Linked DNA regions of Mus musculus: region 1 is linked to region 2. Evidence: chromatin contacts called from public HiChIP or PLAC-seq data. All regions are on one chromosome and are shown on one strand. The core of a region is the stretch at or near the end of the contact, and the rest is flanking DNA. Distances in the headings are between cores, read along the strand shown.

Region 1 (3,162 bases), core at 252-2,751, 200 kb before region 2:
TTTTCCCCCATTTTACAGAGAAGAAAACTGAGAACCGGAGAGATTAAGTCTCTAGTTTCACACAGGTGGTGAAGTAGAAAGATCAGTATGCTTCAAAACAGACATTCCTTGTGAGAGACACTGTGTGCAGTCTCAGCGCTCTGGAGGCAGAGGCAGAGGCAGAGGCAGGCAGATCTCTGTGAGTTTGAGGACAGCCTGGTCTATAGAGGAGTTCCAGGATAGCCAGGTCTACACAGAGAAACCCTGTCTTGAAAAACCAAAAAGAGGGGCTGGAGAGATGGCTCAGTGGTTAAGAGCACTGTCTGCTCTTCCAGAGGTCCTGAGTTCAATTCCCAGCAACCACATGGTGGCTCACAACCATCTGTAATGGGATCTGGTGCCACCTTCTGGTCTGCAGGCACGCATGCAGGCAGAACACTGTATATATAATAAATAAATCTTTAAAAAAAAAAAAAAAAAAGGAAAGAAAAACCAAAAAAAGAAAGCTCTTGATAAACATTTGTCAAACAAACCAATGAATTGTTTCTTCTTTGAGCATAAAAATCTGCCCTTTAATGTGGTTTCAGATGTCTTGTGGCTTAGTCTTGTGCTCACTGAGCCTACTTAGCAACTTCATTTTCCTTGATCTAGGAGATGTCTGTGGGCATTGCCTCTGAAGCAGGTCCCTGTCTTTTCTCTGAGCATTTGGCTGCCCTTAAGCACTTAGTGGTTTTATATTGATATTATCTGTTTCTTCTACAAACTGAAAGATTCGGGAGATCGGGCCCGTTCGTTCCCCCTTTGTTAGCTCTGCGCCTGCTGCAGCGGTTGGAGGCTGCTGGGGTAGTGGAGCTGCCTTTCAGTCAGTCACACGGTGTTCTGTCAGGTGTTCTGGCCTCAGACCTTGGGGGGCAAATGCTACCAGCTCACTCACAGCTTAGAGCAGTCTAGATGGCAGCCGTGGGAAAGAGCTAACTGTAGGTGGACAGCACCCTGGCTGCACTGCTCTATTCAAAGAGTGTTCCTTTTCTTGTTCCTTGTCACTCATCCTTCTGTTCTTAGTGGTAATGCTGAACTAAACCCACTGAGCTAACCCCCACCCCTCTAGCCAGTCTAAACTAGAGGTAAATGACTATATGTATATGTGTGTGTGTGTGTAATGGTTTAGCTACTTGTGATCATGAATATGTGATCATGAATAACAGAAACTCTGTGTTCAGTGTGGCTTCAACAGGTAAGGAAACACATTGATAAAATGTCTCCGTGTGTGGGGCACATCAGGTACCAGCTGTTTCCTTCTGAGTCTCTTTGCTCTGACTACTGGTATTGATTTCAACCTCAGGATGCTATCGGATCTGCTATAATATCACGTCCAATAAATGAAAAATGAGAGAGAGAGAGAGAGAGAGAGAATATGAGAAAATTAATATATCTTATATCTGAATCTAAGTTACCCAGGCTGGCTTTGATGTCTCAGTGTAGCTGTGACCTTGAGTTTCTGACCCTTCTGATCTCACCGTCCAAGTCTGGAGTTAACATGTGTGTGACGCTGTGTCCAGTGTTTGCTGTGCTGAGGACTAGGCACGAAGTCTCCAACTGAAGCACACCCCAGCTCCTTAATTGAAATGTTTAATTAAAATATGTCGGGAAGAAGTAGTAAGTTTTTCTGTGTTAATGGCCTCCAGCGCACTCTTTGCAACCCATAGGCGTCGCTTGTTAAATAATCAATAGAAAGCTAACGAGCAGTACAGTGTTTGAAGCGATGAAATCCCACGGGAAGAATCCGATCTTAGTTGTGGACTGCACAGCCCAGGATGGAAGGGCTGCGGTGTTGTGTTGCTGGGGCTCCTTAGGATCTCAGCAGGGAAGTCGGCTAAGGGAGGAGGCCCAGCTTTACAAACACTTGTGTGTGTGGCTGGAGCCTTTTCTTTAAAAATAGAACAGTTAGCCACATTTGGTAGCTGAATCAGAATTTAGTCATTTACCAAGGAAATAGATGCCTGAGACTTTGTCTCAGTGAAGACGAGGCGTAACTGTGGGTAGCCGTGCTGACGAGGACAGTCGCCCATTTTAGTTACCACGCTAAGCTCGATTGCAGGTGACCGTGGTAGTGACTGGGGATAAGGGTATCCAGACAGGGGAGCACAGTAGGCGCTGTACTTCAGTTTGCCTTTTAAATTAAAGAGTAATCTGGAAAAGCGCTTTATGCAGCCTGAATTTCCTCAATTCCCAGTGATTTAGACTAAAGCCAGACATTGTCAGGTGTACCGTTTTCATAAGAACTGCCAGCAAGAGGAAGAGCCATGGTGACCTCATTACACCAAAACACAAAGCACCGGGGCTGAGGTGGCTTGTGGCATCCTTTCCCTATCCCCTTGGAAAAAGGCATGTACCACCAGGCCCAACTGTTCAGGAAGTTCAATGTCTGGTTGCCTTTATGAGACTATAAGCTGGCTTGGATTAGTTAATTTTGAGCATGCTCTAGTTTGATATAGGATATCTGTCTCTCCCTCCCTCCCTCCCTCCCTCCCTCCCTCCCTCCCTAAAGGAGTTCACTATGTAGCCTTGTCTAGCCTGGACTAAGTAGACCCTGTGGGGACTGAGAGCTCCTCCTGCCTTTGCTTCCCTGGGAGCTGGGATGAAAGGCGTGCATCATCTGAGCCAACAAGAAGCATTTTACTAGGGAGTTAGGGGAACACGCTGTTATTTACCAACTGGCTGTCAGTTACTGGCCTTGAAAGAACAGGGTCCAAAGGAGAGTTTAACTTTGGAGCAGGTGCCCTGAATCAGACCTGGAGCAGGGATCTGGTAATTTGCATTTAAATCTATTTCATTAAAGACCTTGTTCCCAGGTATTTGAGACTGCTGCTTTCACATACATCTCAAATAGATCCCCTGTCTCCAGAGCTTTTCAACAGCCATTCTGGATTCCTACTTCATTCTCATGTATTTTGGGTAGAGAGGTTTTGGTTTGCTGTGAAAGGTTCATGTCCATCTTGCTAACTATTGTAAATTTATCTAGTATGTAGTCACACACAAATTATACATACTGAAAAGTAACAAAGGGCGTACAATGAGCAGCAGCCTCTCCTCCCCTTACTTTGGAGCCTCCTGCTACTGTGTGCGTTAACTGTTGAGTTCTCATACAGTCCTTTGTACAAGAGGGTGACAGCCCACCAAGGG
Region 2 (3,324 bases), core at 408-2,907:
AATAGTGCCACGCCCTGTCCCAAGCGTATTCAAGCCACCACAGGGCCCCAGTCAGGCTTTTGCAGCCTATCGCTACTTATCAAGTCTCGTGAGAGTTCACAAGAGCAGAATCCTGTGCTGACTTCTCCCATGTTGGGCTGATGTAAAGGTAAAGCCTAAAATCAGCGGAATCCCTAGACTGGAAATGCTGGATGCCAGGGCTCTGGAGATGCCAGGCCCACGGGATAGCCACCAAGGAGAGCTGCCTGCATTGAAGGCAGCCAGCCTGAGAAAGGCTCTATGTGCTGCGGGCAGCAGGCTGGAGAGCTGGGGCTAGGGGAGTCCTTTGGAGCCCAAATGATTTCATCCCAAGCTCCAAATGCTGGACATGGAGCTCTAGGACTTGGTGTTCCCTTTGCTGGGTTTCTGTCTGCTTTGGTCAAATCAATCCTTGCTAGGTCCCCACCCTCCTGCCTCCCATAATGAGAATGTTCACTCTGGACCATCCAATGGTGGGAGTTGTTGGCAATTTGTTTTTTGATGTTTTAGAGGATCACAATTAAGAGCTACATGCATCTCAGAAAAGACTTTGCTCTTTGTGTGTGTGTGTGTTCACCTTGACTGTCAACTTGATCCAGCCTAGAGACATCTGAGTTTGGGCATCTCTATGGGGGCTTGTCTTGACTGTTAATTAATATATGAAATCCCAGCCCACTCTGGGTGGTACCATTCCCTGCCCAGATGATCCTGGTCTATATAAGAAAACTAGTTAAGCATGCATCTGTAAGAGAACTAACTAGTCAGAGAACAAACAAGTAAGCAGTGTTCCTCTGTGGTTTCTGCTTCAGCTCCTGCTCCAGTTTTTACCTTGACTTCCTGCAACGATGAACTGTGACCTGGAAGTGTAAGGTAAAAAATCCTTCTGTGGTGGTTTGAATGAAAATGACCCCCATGGGCTGATATATTCAAATGCTTGGTTCCCAGTTAGTGGACTGTTGGGGAGGTGTGGTCCTGGTGGAGTTGGGTGGCCTCTTTGAGAAGGTGTATTGCTGGAGGTGGGCTTTGAGATTTCAAAAACCCATTCTTGGTCCAGTGTCCCTCTCTCTGCCTGCTGTCCGTGGATCAAGATGTTAAAGCTCTGAGCTCCATGCCTGATGGTCTGCCTTTTACCAGACTTCCTGCCACGCTGATGATGGGTTGCCCTCTGAAACTGTAAGACAGCACCCAATTAAATGTTTTCTACTGTATGTTGCCTTAGTCCTGGTGTCCCCTTACAGCAACAGAGCTGTGACCAAGACACCCACCCTTCTGGAAGTTATTTTTGGTTAGAGCACTACACCACAGCAACAGAATAAACCTAAGACAGCTCATGTTTTGGTGGTGGAAAATACACATGCGCATATGTATCTGTGTTGTACTCTAGTCTAGGAAAGGTTACTAAACGTGTTCTCTTTGCCTAGATGCCCAGATCTCTCTTTTATACAGCGATCCTGTGTTCTCACGTTAGCATGCATTCACCGAAAGGGCAACAGCGACGGTGCGGTGACCGGAAGTTCCCAGATAAACCAGTTTGCCCAATGGAATTTGCCTTTGTGAATTCCTGCCAGATTGTGAAGGAGCCTGGCGCTAACCGGCTGATTACAAATGGCCTCGCCACGGACCAGCAAAAACCACAAAGGCATGTGTGATGTCACCCTGAAAGAGCCAGGCTGCACTTGAGACTTTCAAACTGTGCCGGAATCATTAAAGGCTATGGAGACTTTGGACGTTAAGGCTCGATGCATTTTGCATTAGAAGACGGCCATGAGTCTCTGGGGACAAGAGGAGGCCAGGATGGTTTTAGAACGATGTGTTTGGGGGTGAAGCTGCCAAGCGGTGGAGATGCGATGCTAACCATTTCCTACTTGACAGAATCTAGAGTTACCTAGGAGGCCAGCCGCTGGGCGTGCCTCGGAGGGAGTATTGAGATGAGAGTGCTGGAGATGCAAAGGCCCGCTCTAGTTGTGAGTGGCATCCTTTCACCAGCTGGAGTCCCAGACTGAATAAAGAGGAGAAAGCAAGCTGAGCATCTTCATTTATAGTTCCCTGCCTCTGCACTGAAGCTGAATGTGACTGGCCACCTCAAACTCTAGCTACCATGCCTGCCCCAACCTGACAGACCGTGAGCTCAAATAAACCCTTATTCATAGTTGCTTCTGCCAGGCGTCTCCTTGCAGCAAGGAGATACATAGCTAACACTGCTGTTTCCAGATGAGCCACATTTCTTCAGAGCTGAGTCTGCTGAGTAGTGACTTTCCAAGCAGAGGCACAAAGCTAGCTCACTGCTCACCCACACGAGCCTGGCTTATCTCTGCTCCATGGATCAAGTATTTCCCTAGTCGCTCATGCACTTTCACGAGAAACGAATCTGCTCATATCTCAGATGGAGAAACTGAGGCCCTAAAGCTGCCGCCTAGGACAGAAGGTGTGTGGAGGCAATTAAAGAGCTGAAGAGCCCGGACTGCAGAGATGACGTGGCCCTGCCCCGTGCGAGTCCCCCCAACCCCCTATGGGAAGAGCTCCAGGAGTCCCTGAAACCCCAATGTCTCACCCACCCACCTGTCCCTAGTCTCATACTGAAGGAAATGTGCTGTGGCCGGGGACTGCACGCCGAGACCCTTCATGTGTGCCTTGTCCTTTGTGCATGCCTTGTCCTGCGCTCTCAAACCCAAGGGGAAAGGTCCCACTGGTCCCACTTCACAGATGAGAAAAGAGAGGCCCAGAAGAATGAGGTCTCAGGTTTACTCTCACCTCCAGGTCAAGGGGCAAAGCAGGGGCGTTGGCCAAGTTCATCTGCTCTGCTGCTACCCACCCAGTCAAAAGCCTTGTGCTGTGTGAGGTTTGCCGGGGAAACGTGAACAAACTCACACTAGGTGGGACACTGACAACAGGAAAAGACACAAACAACTCCACCCAAGTCTACCCTGATGAGCGTGATGGCTATCTTGGCTGTCAACCTGACCACATCTAGGAGAAACCAGAACACGCAGGCGACTGGGGCTCCTGTGAAGGAGTTCTTTCTTAATAAATCATTTGAAGTGGGAAGATCCATTAATTCAGACCTCTGGGGTGTCAAGATCTACCTCCAATCTGGGCTGCACTTTCTGCTGGCAATCTATGTAAAGGAAACGGGAGAAGGATGCTGGCTCTTCGTTGGCCTGCCTGTTCTTGCTAGCAAGCCCATTCCTTCAGTGGCATTACAGCCTGGTTATTTCTTTTGGGATTCAGGCAGACACTGAAGACCAACTGAGACATCAGTCTCATGAACTGAACAACTACTGGATTCCTGGACCTTCTGTTGGTAGG

The links. HiChIP or PLAC-seq counts read pairs in DNA pulled down with a chosen protein or histone mark.
Region 1: a FOXA1 HiChIP or PLAC-seq map of pancreatic cancer cells shows a contact between it and region 2. The contact joins two enhancer-like sites. A contact is called at or near these places in 4 of 115 datasets of contacts at active chromatin or transcription factors (bone marrow-derived macrophages, embryonic stem cells, pancreatic cancer cells and 1 more).

What each region holds. Positions count from the first base shown.
Region 1 is chr4:135,246,155-135,249,316 of GRCm38.p6, reverse strand. All of the region lies in intron 1 of Clic4 (chloride intracellular channel 4 (mitochondrial)), which reads left to right. Among named protein-coding and RNA genes, the nearest start is that of Clic4, 25 kb to the left of the region's middle. Within about 2 kb of position 1,501, at least 75 of the 459 cell types and tissues checked have an H3K27ac peak or open chromatin away from gene starts, as enhancers often do. A contact at or near this core is called in pancreatic cancer cells, where this site is marked.
Region 2 is chr4:135,043,579-135,046,902 of GRCm38.p6, reverse strand. It overlaps Gm42327 (a long non-coding RNA gene), which reads left to right. Exons shown (of 3, transcript XR_881493.1): 2 at 828-888; 3 at 1,073-3,205. Among named protein-coding and RNA genes, the nearest start is that of Gm42327, 6.1 kb to the left of the region's middle. Within about 2 kb of position 1,657, at least 21 of the 459 cell types and tissues checked have an H3K27ac peak or open chromatin away from gene starts, as enhancers often do. A contact at or near this core is called in pancreatic cancer cells, where this site is marked.